Linked DNA regions of Mus musculus: region 2 is linked to region 1. Evidence: chromatin contacts called from public HiChIP or PLAC-seq data. All regions are on one chromosome and are shown on one strand. Each heading gives the region's core, a stretch centred on a gene start, on an enhancer-like site or on the middle of the called end of the contact. The rest is flanking DNA. Distances are from core to core; before and after follow the strand shown. Region 1 overlaps Col19a1 (collagen, type XIX, alpha 1). Region 2 holds the start of Col19a1 (collagen, type XIX, alpha 1).

The links. HiChIP or PLAC-seq counts read pairs in DNA pulled down with a chosen protein or histone mark.
Region 2: a CTCF HiChIP or PLAC-seq map of the NIH/3T3 cell line shows a contact between it and region 1, with 29 read pairs. The contact joins the promoter of Col19a1 here to the enhancer-like site in region 1. A contact is called at or near these places in 1 of 39 promoter capture datasets (liver), 1 of 15 datasets of contacts at CTCF or cohesin (the NIH/3T3 cell line), 4 of 484 Hi-C or Micro-C datasets (cerebral cortex, muscle stem cells, myocytes and 1 more), 2 of 115 datasets of contacts at active chromatin or transcription factors (CD8 T cells and neural progenitor cells) and 3 of 9 other capture datasets (adipose tissue, liver and pancreatic islet).

The regions. Positions count from the first base shown.
Region 1 is chr1:24,550,975-24,556,985 of GRCm38.p6, forward strand. All of the region lies in intron 4 of Col19a1 (collagen, type XIX, alpha 1), which reads right to left. Among named protein-coding and RNA genes, the nearest start is that of Gm26418, 5.0 kb to the left of the region's middle. Within about 2 kb of position 2,722, at least 47 of the 459 cell types and tissues checked have an H3K27ac peak or open chromatin away from gene starts, as enhancers often do. A contact at or near this core is called in the NIH/3T3 cell line, muscle stem cells, myocytes and 1 more, where this site is marked.
Region 2 is chr1:24,584,019-24,590,029 of GRCm38.p6, forward strand. It overlaps Col19a1 (collagen, type XIX, alpha 1), which reads right to left and starts at 3,419. Exons shown (of 51, transcript NM_007733.2): 1 at 3,332-3,419.

The DNA.
Region 1 (6,011 bases), core at 1,472-3,971:
CCGCCTTGACCTTTAAAATCACAGTGATCCTCCCTTTGACAGCCTTTGCACGCGCTGTTGAACACACTGTCGTCCCCCAGCCCGCCTGGCACACTCACACCTCAGCCTTTTGAATCCTCTGTGAAACTGTTTCCAGGTAGTGTCATCTGCTCTCTCAGCATGTGTGCCACATACAGAAGACATTGCATTCCATAATGGCTAATCGTTGGCTTCTCTGTCTTTGGAGACTGAAATAACTTGAAAGCATGGACGTGCCTTTCTTTGTCTTACAACCCACAGAGACTACGCATGACCGTTTGAGAGTCGAATGCAATACTTTGTTGCAATTTCATTTTCCCCCCCACTGGCATCAAAGCTGAACTTTATAATGACCTAATATTGTAAAGTGCTTTTCTCTGTAGCCTTCCTGAGCAAAGATGGTTTTATATGCTCTCTCTCTCTCTCTCTCTCTCTCTCTCTCTCTCTCTGTGTGTGTGTGTGTGTGTGTGTGTGTGTGTGTGTGTGTGTTTGTGTGTGTGTGTGTGTAAAGGAGCAAGCCAACATGAGAGCAATAGAGAGAACTGCTTATATTTATGTCTAACTTTGGAGCCCCGTGAAGAACCAGGAGTCAGTAGAACTATATTTACTAAGAACTCTGTGATGTTATGTGGATACATAATGCTGCCTCAGTGCCCAGTAGAATCAGAGGTACTGGATCCCTGCCACATCCCTATAAACTTGGGGAGGCGGGGAGTTAGAATGCCCACAGACATGTCCCCTGGCCTTCTGACTGCAGTTTTTCCTCAGCTGAGATTCCCTCTTCCCAGGATTCAATGTCAGTCAACAGAACCTGTGGCACCAGCCTATCATCTTCTCTCACTCCCATCCTTTCCCTTCCTGTCTTCTCTTCCCACTCTTTTCTGTTTCTCCCACCCCAAAGTCATATCCTTCCCACACAGGGCTTCTGTTTTCCTCTGAACAGTTAAAGCACTAACTGTCTATTCAGAGACCCAAAGCTGGTTTTCAATTCGCTTCCTTTCCTTCCGCTAAGAGAACACCCTGACTGTTGTACAGGGAGTGTTGTGCCGTACATGCTAGTATTCTCATCTGCATTGTACCAACTGGAGGAAAAAAACACCATTTCTGTGAGAAGCAGGAGCACAATCTCTTTCCTTTCAAAAGCTGATCTGCACTTGAATCTCGAAAGAGGCACGCTTGCAAAGGATCCTGCACCATCTCACTTGCATTTGCTTTCCTTTTGTTTGATGTTTTGTTTGACTTTTAAGACTGTACTCTTTGAAGGAGATAGTGAAGACTTCTTACCTTACCAATATGTTAAACATATATTAATATTATGTAGATAAATCTCTTTGTTGTGTCGTCATTTACAATATGTGAAATAAAAATATTTAAAGTTTCTAAATGTTTTGTCTGCTAACACTCACAAATAGATACACAATTTTAGAAGTTTCTGAAGGAATAAGATTATTCATCTCTGGATTCACAGTCAAGGGAACCACCAATCTATATCTATACCTTTATGGCTAATTACTCATGCAAATCAGCCTTACAAAATAATATAGTGTCTGAAATCTGAATGAAGACTACCCAGTTAACTTAAGTTTGATAATGAGAATATATAGCTTCCCTAAACCCTGCTATGTGACTGACAAGAAACTGAATGTGCTTCATGTTTTTTCCACCCATAAACCATAAAGCAGGATTTGTATAACCACAGGACCGCATTCATAGTTGCGACCTCAAAGGACCCTCTCCTTTACTTTTTCTTGCAATTAATGCAAGAATGCTCTTCAATGCCTACACTTCTGAAGTATTAGAAGCAGAGAGAGTCTAGAAAAGATGCAATGTTTTATCAATGTAGCCTGTATTCATACCTCCTTATGTTCCCAAGGGGATTTTGAACAAAATCAACTCAGTGATATTGAACTTAAAAATGAAGAACAAAAGAATTCTCCACCTGACAAATGAGAAATGTTCCTTTATACTGGGCTGAGAGTTTGACTAACATGTTTTTTACATACAAAAATTTCTTGAAGGTTCTTCAAAATTGCATTATAGAGGAATTATGTCACAGATAGTTGATATAACATTCAACTGAAGTATTCATATGTTGCTTGATTTTTTTTATGAGCCCCATGATGGAATACTTAAGGATAACCTTGAAAAATATTGAAATTATATGATCAGGTTCTGCTAAATTGTTAGATGTATCAATTGTTTAATTTCTGTTCATTAATTTATATCTATCTAATTATAAAGTAAATTTGGAGGAACAAAATATAAAACTCTGAAACAAACAAACATACTTGGAGGGTTTTTCATCATTTTTACATTTTAGTAGCATTTTTATATTAAGTAACCTATTGTTGATTAAAAACTCCTTGAATTTCTCTTAAAAATCTGAGATAATTTCTTTTAACTATTAGTAATTAAATATTTCTATACATTATTTAAAACCTCTACAAGGGTTACCTTTAAACTCTTTCAGATCTAATACTAAGTAATTTTGCTAAAATAGCTTGCTTAGACAATTCTGTAGCCGTGAAGTCCAGTAGACTTTCCTTCTCATTTTAGAATGTATGAGCAGTGACTCACCTCACATTCTTGGCATGCCAGATGATAATTAAGGAAGTGCAGCGATGACATTTAGATTCATGTGTAACAGTCTCATGAAACAGCTGGACAGGGTTTTAGCAGAGTCACATGGCCCTTACATAGGAAGCTTTCTATCTCAAAACAAAAGAATGTCCAAAGGAAAACCCAGGGGATGCAGTCACTCTCCGTAGCTTAATGGAGCTGCCAAGTGATCCTTCAAACCCGCCCAGGAATTAGAATCTTGTGTCAGAGCTGAGCACAGTTTCATGCCTCAGAATTTAGCTGTTTCTGAGTACTTGGAGAGAACCCAACCAAGAGCAAAAAAGAAGGGAAACGTGGATTAGAAAACAGGCCCATATGAGGGAAGGAATGAAAATCCCCAAATACTTAAAATGTAGCCTCAGTGACAGAGGGGGTGTGCTTTGTAGCTGAACTGTGCTGCACCGTGAAAGACAGGAGGTTTCAGATTCGGTCAGTACAAAGGGAAAGAAAAATTTTTTTCTTGTCGTTGTTGTTGTTGTTAGTAGTAGTAGTAGTATTTTATTATTATTATTATTTACTATTACTATTTGCTGTTGTTTGTTTATTTGTTTTTAATTATTAATTTGCGTGAGTCTGTATGTGCATCTGAGGGCAAATATCTTAAGAGGCCAGAAGTGTTGGGTCCTCCTGGAACTGGAGTTACAGGAAGTTGTGAGCCACCAGATGCGGGTGCTGGGAACCCAACCCAATTGTTTGTAAGAGCACTAAGTGTTTTTAACAGCTAAACCACCCAACTCTGCTATCTCTAGCTGCTATTTCTTCCTTTCTTCCATATGAAATTATGAGTTTCATTGCAACATTTTCATACACACTTTGTCCCTGTCAATCCTCACCCTCCCCTTCCCTCCCCCATCCTCCTGACTGGCTCCTGCAAGTCTTCCTCGCCAGTCAATTGTCTTCTTTTTCATGTCATAGTACCTTCTGTTTTATTTTACCTTCTGTTTTATTTTCTTCTCCTTTACTTTCCCCTTTCTTGTGGTTCCCTTTTAAATTTCGTAGCTATATGTGGATTAATAATTATATATTTATACGTTATGTGTGTATATGAGAGGAAATATGTGGTATTTGGCTTATCAGTCTGGGACGCTGCATGTGATGTAACGTTTCCATCTTTATTGCTATACTCTTCGTAACAACTAAGACGTGGAGCCAGCCCGCTTCTCTATCAGTAGCTGAATAGATGAAGAAAATGTAATGCACTGGATACTTGTGCAGGTGCAAAGGAAAATGAAATCATGACATTTGTAGGAAAATGGACAGAGCTGTGAAGTGTTTAGGACCGTGTAGCTTTCCCTCCTATTCTGTATCTCTCTAGCAGGTTCCAGGAAGAAAAGACAGGGTCAGATCCCTTACCAGTGGAAGCCTTAGTGTCATTCAGTGCTGAGCCATAAGGAGCTCAGAGTCTGTTGACTGAAATAAACTTTGATTACACGAGTTTCAGGGACTTACCAAGGCTACTTGTTACTTATTCTTTATCTAACACAACCATCTAGGATCATCTATGGTAGTTAGAAAGCACTCTCACCCTTATTTGTAATTGCAAGAGTTTTAAGTTTAAATACAACAGATATGAATTTAAAACCACAGGCCCTAATGCTACAGAAGACTTCAGAAAGTACAAAATACACAAGAATATGAAGGTGATAGAACAGAGTTAGTATTCTCTATTAAGATCCCTAAAGATGGATTTTTATTTCTAAACATCAGACTATCAGAAATAATCATACATAGAGATTAAAAGTCACCTTCCTGCATTTTGTTGTTCTCCCTATAAGACCCGGCTATTATAGACCTGAGCTTATATAAAAGTCCATGTGAAAAGGAGCCATGTTCATGAGATCGATCTTTCAGCAAAGACAAGATGTACATTTTGACATAAGCTATCCCGTGCACTACTCAGGTTCAGGTGATTTCCGAAGGAGATGCTAAAGTCTGGAACCTTGAAAAAGTCTAAAGGACAGAAATACAGATCAGAATACTTTCTACCTATTACTCCCTCCTTTTGAGACATGCTCAGTGTTTATTTATATGACATTTTCTTAACATTTTTTATTGCTTATTGACACTTCTACCCTCTCAATGGACTGCAAGCACACTTCCTATCTTTAAATTTACTCTAATTATATATAAAAGTTATTATATAGTAATGGGGTATCATATAACTTTGAGACATATTTGCACTGTATGATATTAAAGTTAAATTAAACATATCTACCACCTCAAATGGTCATCAATTCCTTAAGGAGACACTTTCCAGATCTTTTTCTGTCTTTATGAAACGTACAATGTACTATTGTTATCTGTGACTACCCTTCTATACAATCCAAAGCCAAGACTTACTCCCATCTCATTGTAACTTAGTGTCTACTGCCACCCCTCACCATCATTTCTGCTACCAAACTATGGTAGTTTTAAATAAGAAAAGCCCCACCAAGTATCTGAACACTTGGTTCCCAGAGAGCAATGCTGTCTATGGAGGTGGTTCAAATTTACTAAGGCAAACACATCTCTGAAGGTCTGCTTTGAGAGATCACAGCCTTGCCCACTTCTGGTATATTCGATTTTCTTTTTGTAGTTGAAGATGCTCCCTGTTCCAGCCACCTGCTACCAGCCCCACCTCCCCTGCCTTTATGGACTCTCCATCTGTAAGCATAAGTCAAAATAAACTCTGTCTTTCACAAGCTTTTTTGGTCACAACATTTTTTCAAAGGAAAGTAAACTAATCCACCCCCTCTCCTGGCCTCTCATGTCCACCATTACCCTCTCCTTGACTATCCCTGACATCTATGAAAATGTTGGTACTATATAACCCTGCTTTCGTAAAGTAACCAACAACGTAATTAATGGGACAGAGAAGATGACTCCTCTCACTAGAGATTATTTTGGTAACAAAAATCAGAACGTATTTATTCCATTCCAGGTAGAATTGTTTTAGCATTGCAAAAGGTTAAGATTGTTAACATACCCAATGCCATATGTGTTAAATACTTAACAAATAAAGAATGTTATCCTAGCACATAAAGTCTAATTAGCTGGATATTTTTCATGGCTAGCATCCCTTCACCCTTATTCATAGGTGTTACTTGAAATGCAAAACCCAAAATCTTCCAGACTTGTATCATAAGTCAGAGCAGTTACAGATTTGAAACTCATTTGAGTGCGCTACACTTTCCTTTCTCCTGAAGGGTCATAGTGCTAAAAATCTACACAAATCGGTACAGCCCAGAATCCATGCTAACATAGTATTTCAGACGGTCACTATCTAAATAAATATATAAATAAATAGCCTGAGAGATAGGGTAATTGACCACATTGGAATCAATAATAATTCAGAAAATATGTGTCTTGAACTTTATCATCTATTTCCCAATCCA
Region 2 (6,011 bases), core at 2,169-4,668, 34 kb after region 1:
TGAATGCCATCTCAAGCAGTTCACTATCCGCTGCCTTGCAGGCTGACTGAGCTCCACTACTCGTCTTTGCAGTCTGTACTAAGCAGTAATCGCTTTCTTACATTGTCTCCACTCTACTTATCCTCTTAAAGAAACATAAACTGTTACCTTTTATTCCTTAGTCTCCGGGAAACCTACCTCCTGTAGGTAGCTATGCAACCAGTTGGAAGAAGGAATGCAGTCTTGGGCAATTTTTTTAGATGAAAGTGAAACAAATATTAAGATCTATTAGTCAATACAGTGAGACTCAGACTGCTTAATATTTGTAGGAGGATACATATGAAATAAGAAATTGTAGGGAAGTAGAGAAAAAAAATCGCTAGAAGGCTTGGTGAATGTGATTTAATGAGATTCCAAAATAGTAATAGTGTTGAAGTTGATCTTTGCCCCGACAGAAAGCATACTCCTTGACTGCTAACATTTGTACTACTGAAGAATTTGCCCAAATACTTCAAGGTCCCATAGATATTCTCCTTTCATTTCAAAAATAGTGTTCACTTCCCTGAAGACGTCAACCGGAAAATTCTATTTGGACATACCTAAGCAGTTTTCTCTATTCTTGACTGTGTGTCTGCTTTATTGACGTACCTCTCTGAATGACAGCTGTAAGCACTAGCTGTTCAGATACCCTAAATATCAACAACTCCAGCCGCCCTCCACTACTCTCTGATTACAAGCTCTGGTTCTGTTTTCCATAGGCAAATCCCGGCCTAAGATACAATGCCATTTAGAATTTCATATTGATAGCTTTGTATATTTTCCCAATTCACCCGTCTTTTTCAGTGTATTTTTTATCTGAATGGCTCTTGGCTTTCTGATAGAACATTCTTAAGAGGTGTTTTCCGTTCACATTCTACAGGGTGAATAGAATATGCCTATTCTCACCATCTTGCCCTTAGATTCAGTATATGGCTTCCTCACCTGGTTGTCTTACTATTGGTCCATACAACAGCATACAGCACCCTCTGCTTCTCACCCTCCCCTCTCAGTCTCTTCTCTGCAGGTATCATCAGCTCTCTTCATCTTAGACTTCACCTAACTTGTGCTTTCAGTCTTACCCCGCATCGCTCATCCCTCGACACCTTTAAGCTGTCACGTGCCTCTCCTTCTGTCTTCCCTTCGTGCTCTCCTCTGTTAAACCTGCTTATCCTCTGCCTCTTTGAGGCACAAGTTCTCAAGAAGGCCTGCCTGGAGTAACTCAACGCATCCCCTTCACTCGGTCTTCCACGACACCGTTTTACTTCCGGGCTGCATAGTAGGTTATCTACAGCTCCACGACCTTTTATCCCTGCTTGTTGCTCATCCTTCGTTTGAACCTCCACGTAGTCCCATTCCTATAGTTTCTATCCATATTTCCTTCTGTCTCTAGAGCCATTCAGGACGCAGCCTGTTTCTGCTGCCTCAGAAAATGAACAGAAATTTCAGCAAGGGAGATTAAAATGCAGGACCAGAAAAATAGATGGAAAGGTTTCATTTCTGATGAGCACTATGGGCTTTCGTCTGTTTGGAAAGAACTTGGAGATAACAAAAATTCAGATGCAAATATAATTGCACGTGGCTTCCTTCCCTTCCTTTGGCTATTCTGTACCTGTCCATATGCAGCGGCTCTCCTGTCCTATTCTACTGTTGGAACTTTTTTTTTTTTTTCTGGGACACCTTACTTAGTTTTCTTAACACTTAGGGAAATCATTCTGGTCAAACCCTCCAGAGAATGAGTTTCCTATTCCTAGCGGCTACCTCTTTCCACCCTGAAGAATTATCCCTATCAGAAAATCCCATCCATTCATCTCAGGCCTGAGAACTTACAATTTGCACCATGAAAACACGGCGATATCCCGGTACCTCCTTTGCAGGCGCCTGGTGAAGAGCTTTCTACTTAGAAAGAGCCCAACGGGCTTTGCTCACCTACTCAGGAGAACCTAAAGGCCACCCTTCTCGGCCAGGCTTCTTCCTCCCTTAAAGAACAACTGTAGTCCTTGATTTGTACAGGAGTGTTGCTTTCCTTAGCTCTGATTAGTGGGAGTGGGGGTGGGCAGATGTATATTCTTCTAAAGCGCCTCTAGTACTCTCTCATCCCTTTTGCTCCTCAGACCTCCTCTCCAAGGAGAGGTTGGAAGTAAGTAGTCTGAATTGGTGATGGGGTGGGTGGAGGCTGCACAATTTATTTCTGTTACCCTTCCATCTCCCAGCTCACTCACTCTAGATCTCACATCACCCACTGTCGCAATTCCTGGATGGTTCTATTAAAAGTATATATTTTCAGCATCTGGGTCCCATTCTCTCCATTGCCGAGTCCATTGTCCTCCGAGACCCACCATGCGTTCCCCTCTGTCCCCCATGGCACGGGGCCCACGTGGGTAACCTGCCCACCCACTCAACTAGTTCCAGAGCCCTCCACGACCTAGCTGGGGTAAGGTTAAGCTTCATCTCCCGCCTGCTTCAAAGGAGCTGGCTTGTGCAGTGGCGCGCTTGGTTCCGGGCCAACAAACTTCTCCAGGACCATGCGCGCCGCCTCCCTCCTCCAGGCGGCGGTGGCTGCGGCGCCGGCCGGATTCCCGCAGAGCCGAGGGCCGCGGGCGGAGGCGAGGCGCCGGCCCTTTGCGCCGGGACCCTGACGTCCCCGCGGCGGCCGCGGCTGCGAGGACAGCGGGGACAGCGGCTGCGCTCCGGCTGGACGCGCTGCGCACTCTGCGTGTTGAAGGAGACACAGGGCCAGGTACTCCGGGACCAGACCCGGATCCTCCTCCGCGACAGCCTAAGCCGGGCTTGGGACCCCCGCGCGGGTCGAAGTGGGTAACTCCACCGGGTACACGAGCGTCCGAGCTTTGCGTCCTGGCTTTCACCTCTCCCGGTTACAGCATCCAACCCTAGAGACCACAGCCCCACAGCATTCGTAGCTTGCTCTGTTCGTTTACCCCTTCTTCCATAGCTCGCGTGCCTTCCATCCGCATCAGCATCGCATACACTTCTGCTTCCCAAACCCAACCAGAAAATCCACCGAGAACTAAAGTGGAACGCGCGAGCCCGCGTGACCTGGACGCACAAACACGAGCCACATTATAGGCAGCGTGTCAAAGTGGCCTGATCTGGCCAAATGCACTCGGTCCCCTCGTCTCCGCGTGGGAATGCAGGTGGGCAGATTTTCCCCTCGAAATATGTGCACTTGTGCAGTACGGTTGTGACATTTTCTTTAAAAGCAGATGCAGGCAAATGACCAGAAATACAGCATATGGCAGAGACCGGGCTTGTGAAGGCAACATCAAGCAAAATGTGGCAGAGCTGCGCAGCTTACCTTGGGTTGGTGTCAGAGCCCCTGGGAGGCGCGGTGGAGTCCGGACAGGGCTGCCGCACCGCCGCGGAGTGGCCCGCTCCAGCTCCCAGCGAGTGGAAGCGGGACGCATCTCTGCCCTTATTCGTCCCTTCAGTGTGACCCTCCCACTCGGTGAGCACGGAGGACTCAGCAAGACAGTCCTCAGCCAACTCATGCCCAGGTTTTCCTTGATCACACAGAGCTGGGTACTAAGTCTTTCAGGTTTCTGTTTTAATAGCAATTTCATAGCGGCAATGACAGTTGGGGGCAGACGCTTTCTCACTTCTGACTATGAAGTGTCCTCAAAGTACGGTGCGGTGCAGTGCGTGGTATACATTCACAGGTAGATAATTGGCTTTTTAACAGTCGAGCTAAAAATAAAAAAGGGTATCGTGTATGTTTTATTTTGCACTTCTATTTCTTGAGTTTATCTAAAGTTAATCAAGTCAGCTTGCATTCTAATCATCGTTCTCTATGTAGGTTTGTGTCTACATCCATAAAGGTATGTTGTGACTGTTAAATATATTATGCTTCAATAGTCTGGTGTTATAAATATCTGTCTTGTAAGTCTTCGAGATCTCTTTCAATATGTGGAGGGGGTGGGTATAGCAGTACATATACACCTACAGTAAGTATATACATACATATATATAGTATTATGTGTCTATATTCAGATTTATATTCATTCATAGTAAACATACACATATATTTATATACATATAGTGTGTGATTTTTTTAAAAACACTAGAATTTGTAAGATTAACCCACAGGTTAAACAATGCTTAACTTCTTTTAGTTGTGTGTTGCCGCAGTTGGAGAGAAAATATGTATTATTAATCCATAAGAATGGAAATCATTACCTTAGAGTGTTACCTCAAAGACATAAGTCTCACTTAGTGAGATTCCCAGTCCAAAGACGACAAGACCACAGTGGCAAAGATTTTAAAATGCTCAGAACAAATTTTTAAATAGCTCATTTTCACCTCTTTGGAGGAAGACCATTACAGCATCAACCAGTGGGTTTGTAACCTGCCTATTCCCAAAGAAAACAGAACACTGAAGTGTGAGAATTCACAAACTGCCATGAACCACGTTTCTGTCAGAATTTCAAGCCATACAATGTGTCTCCCTCCTCATGTGCTTTCCTTCACGAATTTTTGGTTGACTGTGGAAAGAGGCCAAAGGAAAAGGCATCACGTGAGTCCAGCGGCTCAGTTGCCCATTTAAAGACAGGATTCCTAAGCCTTCCCTAGGCATCTGGTGAACCTTTCCATTTGCTCAAGTATCCTAATTGAATTTGTTTCCTCGTTTGTCAGTTATATTTTTATATATGCATTTTATGCCCAGGATTTATTGTCCAGACTATTCAATTTAGCTATTTGCATCAGATTAATACTCTTTAAAAATAAACTTTGAAACTGTAGGTCAAGCCGATGAATTTTACTCCACTGTTTCAATAATTTCTCAACCTTTAAATTGCTCATGAAGTAGCTAAGCACATTTTTGTTTCTTTGTCACAATTCTCCTTTGCTACTTATAACACTGAAGAGACAAATTTTTGGATACCTTGAGAAAGGAATGAATCAGGTTTAAAACTGTTATCAGCTATGCTCTGTGTTCTAAACACGCCTGTGAAGACAGCCCCCTTCCTTCCTTCCTTCCTTCCTTCCTTTCTCCTTTCCTTCCTTCCATCTATCCATCCATCTGTCCTTCTTTTTTCCTTTCCTTTCTTCCTTTTTTTCCAGAAACGATTTGAACCTAGACTGCTTTTATGATCCCAACCTATTATGCCCATAGGTTTGAGGTTTTATCAAATACTTTTTGTTGAATTTTAAAGTGACTTCAGGTAGCAAGACCATGAAACCACGCACCTTTTATTTATCTACATCAAATACAACTATAAATGATCCCCTGGATTCTGAAGCTACTTCTGAGGGGAAAGTAGTTGAGAGTTACTGTGTCTCTTTTAAACTTCGCTTCCCACTCTCTTCAGTTTCTGCTCTTTTCTGGGCTCTCAGCTTTGCTGCTTCTTTTACTTTTGTCCTTCATAGTTCTCCCCACGCCCCCACCCCCGCTTTTTTTCCCCAAGAAGAAAGAATTTCAGCATTGCCCCCAGCTAATTTCTTAGTTACCAAACCATAAGAGTGTTCATTCTTTATTGAGTTTTCAGGGCACAGCCATACATGACTCTCATGCATGCCCCGTGGAAATGGCTCAATGCATCCACAGTGTTGAAAAGACCTTACTGTTGACTGTAATTACCAAACCTGACTTGCCATTGCTCAAATGCACTTTCATTATATCTTTTCTGGGCCAGTATTACAGTGTGCTGTCCTTATTCGTATTAGTCCTAAATTAGTTCAAAGCCGGCTAGGGAAATCTACTAATTTTAAGGTCTGTTTTGCCACTGTTTCTGAAAAGTTCTCATCCCACAGAAATTGATATTCTAAGGCTCGCCTCTCTCTTTGCTTCCTTTCCTGGAAGACTCTAATTCATGACGTGTACTCAGTTTACAAGTGACTGCAGGATGGGATCACAGCTGCATCTTTCTCTTGGTTTCTTAGTCCCTCTCCCTGGGATCAGTGACACCGAGCGGAAATATGATAAAAGACAAGTGACTGGCCTAGTCATGGGGACAGCTTGGTAACATGTGTTAAGTTCT